Linked DNA regions of Drosophila melanogaster: all the other regions are linked to region 2. A link is a contact called in public targeted proximity ligation data. All regions are on one chromosome and are shown on one strand. The core of a region is the stretch at or near the end of the contact, and the rest is flanking DNA. Distances in the headings are between cores, read along the strand shown.

Evidence for each region.
Region 1: a contact with region 2 is called in a targeted proximity ligation map of the Kc167 cell line, with 10 times the contacts expected there. A contact is called at or near these places in 27 of 107 Hi-C or Micro-C datasets (the Clone 8 cell line, the D17-c3 cell line, the Kc167 cell line and 8 more) and 4 of 7 datasets of targeted methods (the Kc167 cell line and the S2 cell line).
Region 3: a contact with region 2 is called in a targeted proximity ligation map of the Kc167 cell line, with 6 times the contacts expected there. A contact is called at or near these places in 29 of 107 Hi-C or Micro-C datasets (the Clone 8 cell line, the Kc167 cell line, the ML-DmBG3-c2 cell line and 10 more) and 2 of 7 datasets of targeted methods (the Kc167 cell line and the S2 cell line).

Annotation. Positions count from the first base shown.
Region 1 is chr3R:29,487,888-29,490,587 of dm6, forward strand. It overlaps CG2321, which reads right to left and starts at 1,378. Exons shown (of 4, transcript NM_001276139.1): 1 at 420-1,378; 2 at 1-368. The coding sequence starts at 1,289. It overlaps CG2006, which reads left to right and starts at 1,581. Exons shown (of 1, transcript NM_143436.3): 1 at 1,581-2,700. The coding sequence starts at 1,658. The coding sequence ends at 2,641. Spase12 (Spase 12-subunit) reads right to left here. Exons shown (of 3, transcript NM_176583.3): 3 at 2,657-2,700.
Region 2 is chr3R:29,318,383-29,321,082 of dm6, forward strand. Cnx99A (Calnexin 99A) reads right to left here and starts at 1,262. Exons shown (of 10, transcript NM_170407.3): 1 at 1,206-1,262; 2 at 849-1,151; 3 at 1-230. The coding sequence starts at 992.
Region 3 is chr3R:29,457,955-29,460,654 of dm6, forward strand. It overlaps lncRNA:CR44022 (long non-coding RNA:CR44022), which reads right to left and starts at 1,324. Exons shown (of 1, transcript NR_074064.1): 1 at 825-1,324. The region is part of intron 8 of Ptp99A (Protein tyrosine phosphatase 99A); the gene reads left to right.

The DNA.
Region 1 (2,700 bases), core at 128-2,627, 170 kb after region 2:
ACCGGTGCCTTCTTGACCATCGATATGGTGGCCAGCTCAATGGGCAGCTGATCGGCGACCACAGAGGGCGTGGCCTCGGTGAAAATGGGCGGAGCAGCTAGGATGTTGTAGGGTTCACTGATCAAGGGCAGTTCTATATCCTCGCTGCATATATCCAGCTGGTCGGTGGGCTGGAACTGATCCATCAGCTCGATATTGCAGTCGGTTAGCTCGATGGGCTCCGCATAGACATCGAGGTTGGACAAGAGCTGCGAGTCGTTGGCATAGTGGATCAGGGCATCGTTGGTGCTCGAGGCGCTTTGGCTAGATGTGGCGGCCTGCATGGTGTCCAGGTTAAAGACGCCATCGGAGAGATTCGGCAGAGAAAGCTATAAACACGAAAAGGTTTAAAACTGCTCGAGGTGGAAGGTATAACTTACATCTAGTTGGTCGCCAAAGACAAGTATGTCCACCTGCGGGTCGAGCTCATCCACCATGTCCAGGCTGAGCCGCAAATCCTCGGTGGCCACGTCGCCTAGCGGAGTTTCCAGCTGCAAGGGCATCCAGAAGGTCTGCAAACCGCTGGTGAAATGGCCATAGACGCGTTTTCCCTGCGGCGAACTAAGGATGCCAGCCAGGACGAGCAGCAGGTGATCGCAGATCTCGTCCTGCATCACCAGCGAATTATCTGGCTCCACAATGATCTTCAGTTTGCGGCAGGCGCAGGCGTAGCTGCTCTTCTTCTTGGACAGGCCATTGGCCGAGACGGTGACGTGCAGTCGAGCCGCTGGAAAGGATTCGGAGCGCTCGCACTTGACGGCGAATGTGGAGTGATTCAGGCGCTGCACACCCGGCAGGTGCTCCTCCTCCTCCGCGTACTTGTACAGCTGCCAAAGGTTCTGCTTCTGCTCCAGGCTAATGTTCAGGTTCCACAGCACCTCGCGGGACACGCGGTAGACCTGCGCCTTCGCGAACTCGGCGCCCAGCTCCCGGCAAGCTTTCACATGGACGCAGTCCGTCGGCTCGCCTCCCGTTCGCTTGCACGACTCCACGAAGCACTCCGCCTTGCTGGACACCACTGCAGCGTCCGGCTGCAGCGACAGCGTGACGTCCTGGATGACCACAAAGTTGCGCGGCTGCTGCTCCTTCTCCTTGGTCCTCAGCGAGTAGACAGTGGAGCCTGGCCGCAGCGACACCAGCTGCACGGCATCGAGAACGTTCCTGCGCTGCGGACACTCGGAATTCTTGCAGAGCAGCGCCCGGTTGCCATTGATGGCGCCGCAGTGAACACACTTGCGAACGCCGCGCATGACTCTTGCATCTTAAATTCCCGGAAAATGGCTATAAAATGCGTTTCTTAGTTTTCGCAAAAGTTTGCCGGCTTTTGATTTGCGTGGCGCAGTGTGACCGTTTCGCGCGCTGATGCCAGCAGGGCTGGCACACACATTCTACATATGTGTGCATTAAATTAATTTTACTTTTGAATTATTGCTACAGTTTTTGCATACACTACATATATTTTACATTTATTTTTCATAACATTTGGGCTATTCCAGCCAGCTTGTGTAGGCAGTGCTGCGCAGCCCTGGTCGCATCAGCCGCTTGTTATCGATAACCAAATTGGCTACTTTAATAGGAAATTTGTTATTTCAATTTAAAAAGTTGACTTTCCGCTAAAATGACGCATCCGCTGGAGGCGCCGCAGCGCAGCCGCAAATACCCCTTCGTGCATATGCGCATCGCGGACCACAGCGCACTGGACACCATCGAGGGGCGCCACAACTGCCGCCTGTGCAACCGATCGCGCAAGTTCTTCTGCTACAGCTGCTGTGTGCCGGTTGGCGAGCTGGAGGAGCTGCTGCCACGTCTGGAGCTGCCGCTCCAAGTGGACATCATTAAGCACAAAAAGGAAATCGACGGCAAGAGCTCGGCGGTGCACGCGGCCGTTCTGGCGCCGGCGCACGTGAGGATCCACACATTTCCGGACATTCCCGACTATCGCGAGGAGGCGGGCGTAGTGCTCATATTCCCAAGCGCCACTGCGCTTGCGGTGCCGCAGCTCTTCGCGCGCAATGTGCAGCTTCAGATCGGCGACAACTACGGGCTGCCCAAGGGCCACCACATGGGCACCATGCTGCGCAGGCGAATGGACGAGGTGGAGGTAAAGGAGCTGCAGGAGGAGGTAGATGAGCCGGAGACGGTGCGACGAACCTGGACGCTAGACAACCTGCCCGTCCGCCGAGCCGTCTTCATAGACAGCACATGGAACCAGAGTCGCGGGATCTACGCGGACGCCAGGGTGCGCGGCCTACGAACGGTGGTGCTGCAGAATCGACTGTCGCAATTCTGGCGCCACCAGCGCGGCAGTCCGCGCTGGTATCTGGCCACCATCGAGGCCATTCACCAGTTCCTCCTGGAGGTGCACATCAATGCCTGGGGCCTGAACACCGCCTATCGCGGACTCGATAACCTGGAGATCACCGCGGGCTTCCATCAGCTGGCAGAGCCGCTGACCAAGACAGCTGCCAGTGAGAATGTGGGCAGGGAGGCGCCCTACAATGGGCAGTACGACAATCTGCTCTTCTTCTTCGCCCACATGTACGATCTCATCCACAAGTACTATGACCACAACGACCTCATCGCCTACCGACGACCCATCTAGCGTTCTAATGGACATACATATGTATATATATATATTATATTGGATGTAGTGAGAAGTAC
Region 2 (2,700 bases), core at 12-2,511:
AGACCCAAGTCGTTAGCCCAAACGATGCGCTGCGGCGACTCCCAGTTCCAGATGCCGTCGTACTTGGAGATCTCCTCGGCGATGTCGTCCTTCTTGGCCTGCGACAGCACCCACCTCTTCCTGGACTCCTCCACGTCGTCGAAGTGATCCGCGAAGTGGAACTTCTTGGCATCGATAACCGGGCTCTCGTAGGCCAGCTTCTCATCGCCACCGATGACGGCGGGCTCCTCCTGCAAAGCATATGTGGAAACATTAGATAAGGTGCCATAAAATCCGAAGCACGCGGTTGTCAGTGGGGAAAGTGATAAAGAGAGGGAGAGAAAGATGGGTGGCCAGCATGGGTTTGAATTGGAGAGCGCTACACCTGGGCCCGCCAGACTAGTTATAGCTATATAATAACATGTTTTATGTTGCTCTTAGCTTGACCTCATCTGTAGCAGTAACTCCCCTAGAAACATAAATGACTGGCATAATTTCTAGAGAAACAAGCACGTTAAATAGAAGCTCTGCTCAATAAACCTCTGATGTAACCTGTGGAGCAACAGATTAGCGCATTCTTGGTGCTGCCATGGGGAGTTGCTATCTGCTTGACCTCGTCTGTTGGTAAACAGTTTTATTTTCCCTCGCATTCGGATTTGTTGCTGGAAAAGTGAGACACACTCGCATGCTAATTGTGGGTCATAAAGCGAAGAAGCCGGCCGCACCAACACCCCCCTCCCCCACAACCACCTTCCCCTACCCTCACAGCAATAGCGTTTCGCCTTTTCTTCTAGTAGCTTCCACTGACGTGTACTTTTTTCTCTCGTTTTTTTTATCTTACGAACCGCATCGTCGGACCAACTACTCACCTGCACATCCTCCACATAACCATCCTCGAAGTCGTCCGACTCCGTGTCCAAATCGGCGGCATTGGCCGCACTCAGCAGCAGCAAACTGCTGGCGAAGAGCAACGCCAGCGTTGCGGCCCGGTTTCCTCCCATTTTCCACGCCATTTTCACCCACTTTTCGCTCGCTCGCTGGCTGCCTGGCTGGGATTTAGTATCCGCGGAAAACCAGGTGGTGGACTCACTTGTGCGCGCTGTGCTTTTCAACAGTTTTCCCCCACTGCGGTCTGTTGCGGAATAACAAGAATCGAGATCTGGCACGACGAACTATTTGTAATTAAATTAATGTAAATTATACATTTTCTCTGCTGCGCTGCCTACTGTGTTCTGTGCTTCCTCTTCGCCTGCTTTGGTATGCCGCCGCAAAGGACAACTGGTCACACTGTCGCGTTGCGTTGTACCCTACCGTAGGGTATATATAGTTTTTAAGATACTTACTCAAGCTAGAATCTTTAATAATTGCACGTTCTTAGGAAGAGCACACTTTCAGCGGGACCAGAATATAATTGATTTGATGATTATGTTTGTGCTAAATAAAAGTAAGGAATATGTCAGATTTATTAATTTTATATACTTATTTGCTATTTAATAAATTAAGAATACTTTTGTTACCTTAAAACCACCCTCATGACCTCCCTAACCTGGTTTTGACCTAGAAAGTCTTAGTTTTAAAATTCATTAGAATAATCAAATAAATAATAATTACTATGTTATATCAACTATTATAATTCTCCCTATCATTTTTAGGATTAAAAATCTGTTAGTCTTAAGTAACCAAGACACATTGTAAAATAAAATAATTTAAGCAGATCAAATTAAGTTGCCGCATGGGTAACAGTGCGTTGATCAAATAATAAAAACATCATCGTAATCGTTACCTTAAGCATATCGATATGCCTCACTCCAATCGTCGTTACAGGGTTTGGAACTCCGATAAGTTTGTAGTACAGACTTACCCCCAGACGCTAATTGAATGTTGCATACTTTTCACTGCTAATCATAATTAATACATGATCATAATACAGAATGAAATATATAAACAAATACAATGTTATAAATAAAGAATAAATGGTTACAAGGGGAAAGAAAGCTGCATGTTTTCATTTGAGACATATAAATTCGCATAAACCACCATAAAATAATCGTTTTTCAGCCATAACTTGAGAAATATTGTCCGAAATATGGATTGTCATACCTTGTTGGACTCGTAATCGAACTCCCCTTCCAACCAAAATCAAATTTTGGAAAAAAAATTTTGAGCCAAATTTTGCAAAAAATGATGATGGTACCCCTTACAAAAAATTCAAAAATGGCCAAAATATGGATTTTGGAAAAACGGTCAAAAAGTTATATGCCCTGTTAGTTTAGGTCAAAAGATGTACAAAAAAGTTAGTTTCGTAGATTTCTGACTATTTTGAGCCAAGTAGTGACGAAAAACGTCTAAGAAAATACGTAATTTCCATATTGACAGTTTTGCCTTAATAAATTTGCACGGAAATTCGCAAACCAGTTAAAGCCTATTTTTGTTAATTATGTATGCTAATTTTTAAATTAATTTCAATCGGAATTAGGATTATCTAGGACTCGTAGCAGGCACCACTCTAGTATTTTGTTATTTTCCCTCGCCGACCATATTGAAATTAATATTTGTGCGATGTGCGATTTCCACTGAAATATTGGCATACATTTATTTTCCACTGGACATATCTGAATCAAACACTCCGTGGCATGAAAGTAGTCTTGCATGTTGCAATTATTTTAAAAGCCCGGCGGCTCAATTAATGCCCCACAACGGGAATGGCTAAGCCCCCCAATA
Region 3 (2,700 bases), core at 74-2,573, 140 kb after region 2:
ATAAAACCAACATTTGTGTCACATCAGAAAGAAATAACGAACCGAAAAACACCATAATATAATCCCATATGAATTCAACAAGAATTATAGTTCCAAATTTTTTTAGTGCTGCTACCTCTTCTTCAGCTTCTTGTTTTTGTTGCTCCCTTTGTTCGCCTTTGTTGTTGTTGCTGCTGCTGCTGTTGCGAATAGCATTTTGTGTACCTTTCAAGAAATCAATAAAACAACAAAAACGAGTATCTCTCTCTCTCTCGCCGAGGAACTCTCTCTCTCTCTCTCTCTCTTTATATATCTGTGTTTTCTGTGTTTTGTTGACATTTTGCCGCTTTGTCTGCGGCGAATGAAGCTCGGCTTGGAAAATATCATAATTTAGCATATTGAGCAGATGCGAAATTGGACAAAAACCACCGGATGGTGGCGCAGAAAACAAAGAACCCCTGTGAAATTTTAAAAAATTATAAACTGCGCAAATTCGCTGACAGTTAAATGACACAATTCCGGCTGGAAACTGTTTTTTTTTGGGGCTGGGCCGCAACATTTTCTGCAGCGAATTCGTAACCCCCACCTCGTGTCAACCGTACTTCGCATCCGTATCCGTAGCACGTGCACTGCGAGTCCGGCTCTATTGATTTTTCGCACATCCCACGGGCGCCCATTTTCCCGTTTTTCCTCGGCTTTCCACCCGTTTCCCGGTTCCGGATTCTCGGCGCTAGCTGCATATGCGCATGTTCACTCCAAGCATTTTCATCTATTTTCGCAATCCCAGTGCACTGACCTTAGCCCATGACTGTCAACATTTTCGGACACACTGCGCGGAATATTGTGATTCCAGCGCAAATGCAGTTGAAATATATAGCTATATACTTAACTATGATGCAATTAATGATTGTAATTGGTTAATAATGCAGGTTTCTTGACAAATAAATGTATGAATTAAGTGGAAAAATCTTATAACAACAAAATATGTGTTAGTTATTTTCACTTTTCTTTCAAAACGATCATTCATTTTTCTCGGTGCACCAGCTACTTTTCCGTCACTTGACTGCATGCATTTAGGTACACATTTGTTTGGCTTACAAATTAACGCCATTCGAAGTGTTGGCTGGATAAACAAACAAGTGATTTTATTTCATTGCGTTCACAATGTGGGCCATTCATAAGATGCGATTGGGGACTCCGGTGTGTAAACAAACTGAAACTGCTGGTACTACAGCTGAATCAGAATCCCAAACAGAAACAGATCCCCAAGTGGGGCACCTCCTCCTCGGAAGTGGAAATGGATGTGGGTTATCAGAGAATCTCACGCTAATTACGAGGTGGGAGTTAGATTTGTTTGGTTTGCAGGTAGTGGGATTGCAGCACGCGAGTGCTTCCAGGAAAAGGCATTCCATTTCGTTTGGGAATTGGAAAATTGTTCGAAATATTAGCGCTAATAATTGCTTAGAATAGGAACGCCGCTCTAGAGAAATAAAATTTGGTTTTTGACAATTTGTATACAGCTTGTTTGAATTTGAAATGAAAACTCACTCATTTTAACAAGTAATCGGCTTATGTAGGTTTTAGCGGACCAAAACCGTAGTAAGATCTACTTCCGTTGAAGAAGCCCACGCATTTCCACATTTTCTTCCGGTTACCTGGGATATTACTTCCCATCCCGAGCCATTTTCCCTTTTTATCATAACCCCAAGACAGACAAATTGTCTATTATTTGAATGGTTTTTGTATCTACGGGCGGGGCACTGAATAATGGACATCATGCGGGGCTCATGTCGTCACGATATGTCAATATGTCCAGATTTTGTGAACACAGAAAGAAGAACGACACAACCCACTAAAAAAAAAAAAGAAGTCTGAAGAGGCGACTTCCCACTGGTTTTGGCCTGCAGTTGTCAGGCAATTTGCCTTCTGCCAATTGATTTTTCCACTTTGCCCGCTGTATTTTTAGTGATTTTCAATTATCTGTCAGTTGTTGTCGGGTCGGGTCGGCGGATAATTCAAATCATGGTCGAGTTCTTGCGCTGTAGAATCGAGCTGTAGAATCTGTGTTGTCCACTCGCGAGTCTTTGACCCGTTTAGCGTTATTAAGCACTTACTGGCCACAAATGGCCGACAATTGTCGCTTGATTGGCCAATTTCCCCGGTTGGATCAGAGACTTCGACCCGTTTAACCATTTCATTTTATGGTTTTCCCCGCCCGCCATTTTCCTTCCTCGCCGCATATTCAATAATCTTTTGTGTTTCTATTTTTATAAAGCGCCCTTTTACTTGTGGCACTCCAGAACCAGCACATCTGTGTCTGTCTGGCAGAGAGAAAAATACAGATATCGAATGTCAATAGCAACTTGCTTATGCTCTAGAAGATTAGTCAGCCATCAAGAAAATTCGGATTCTCAATCTATAGTAGAAACACAAATCAACACTTAAGTTAACTTTAAAGATATAAAAGTGGAACTGAAGGAAACCAATTTAATTTCAAATCTCCATGCTACTATATTCCCTCTTTTACTCCATAATTTCTCGCAGTGCAGTGCTGAAGACTACACTTAAAGCTCCGGCTCGTTGGCTTACTTTTTGCATGCGGCAATTTGATGAGCTGCTAATTAGCAGCTGCGATTGTGGTTGTGCTTGGGGATGTGGCTGTGGTTAGCTGGCCAAACACCAACCACCACGCGTTACTACAGCAGATATAGTATGGTTCAA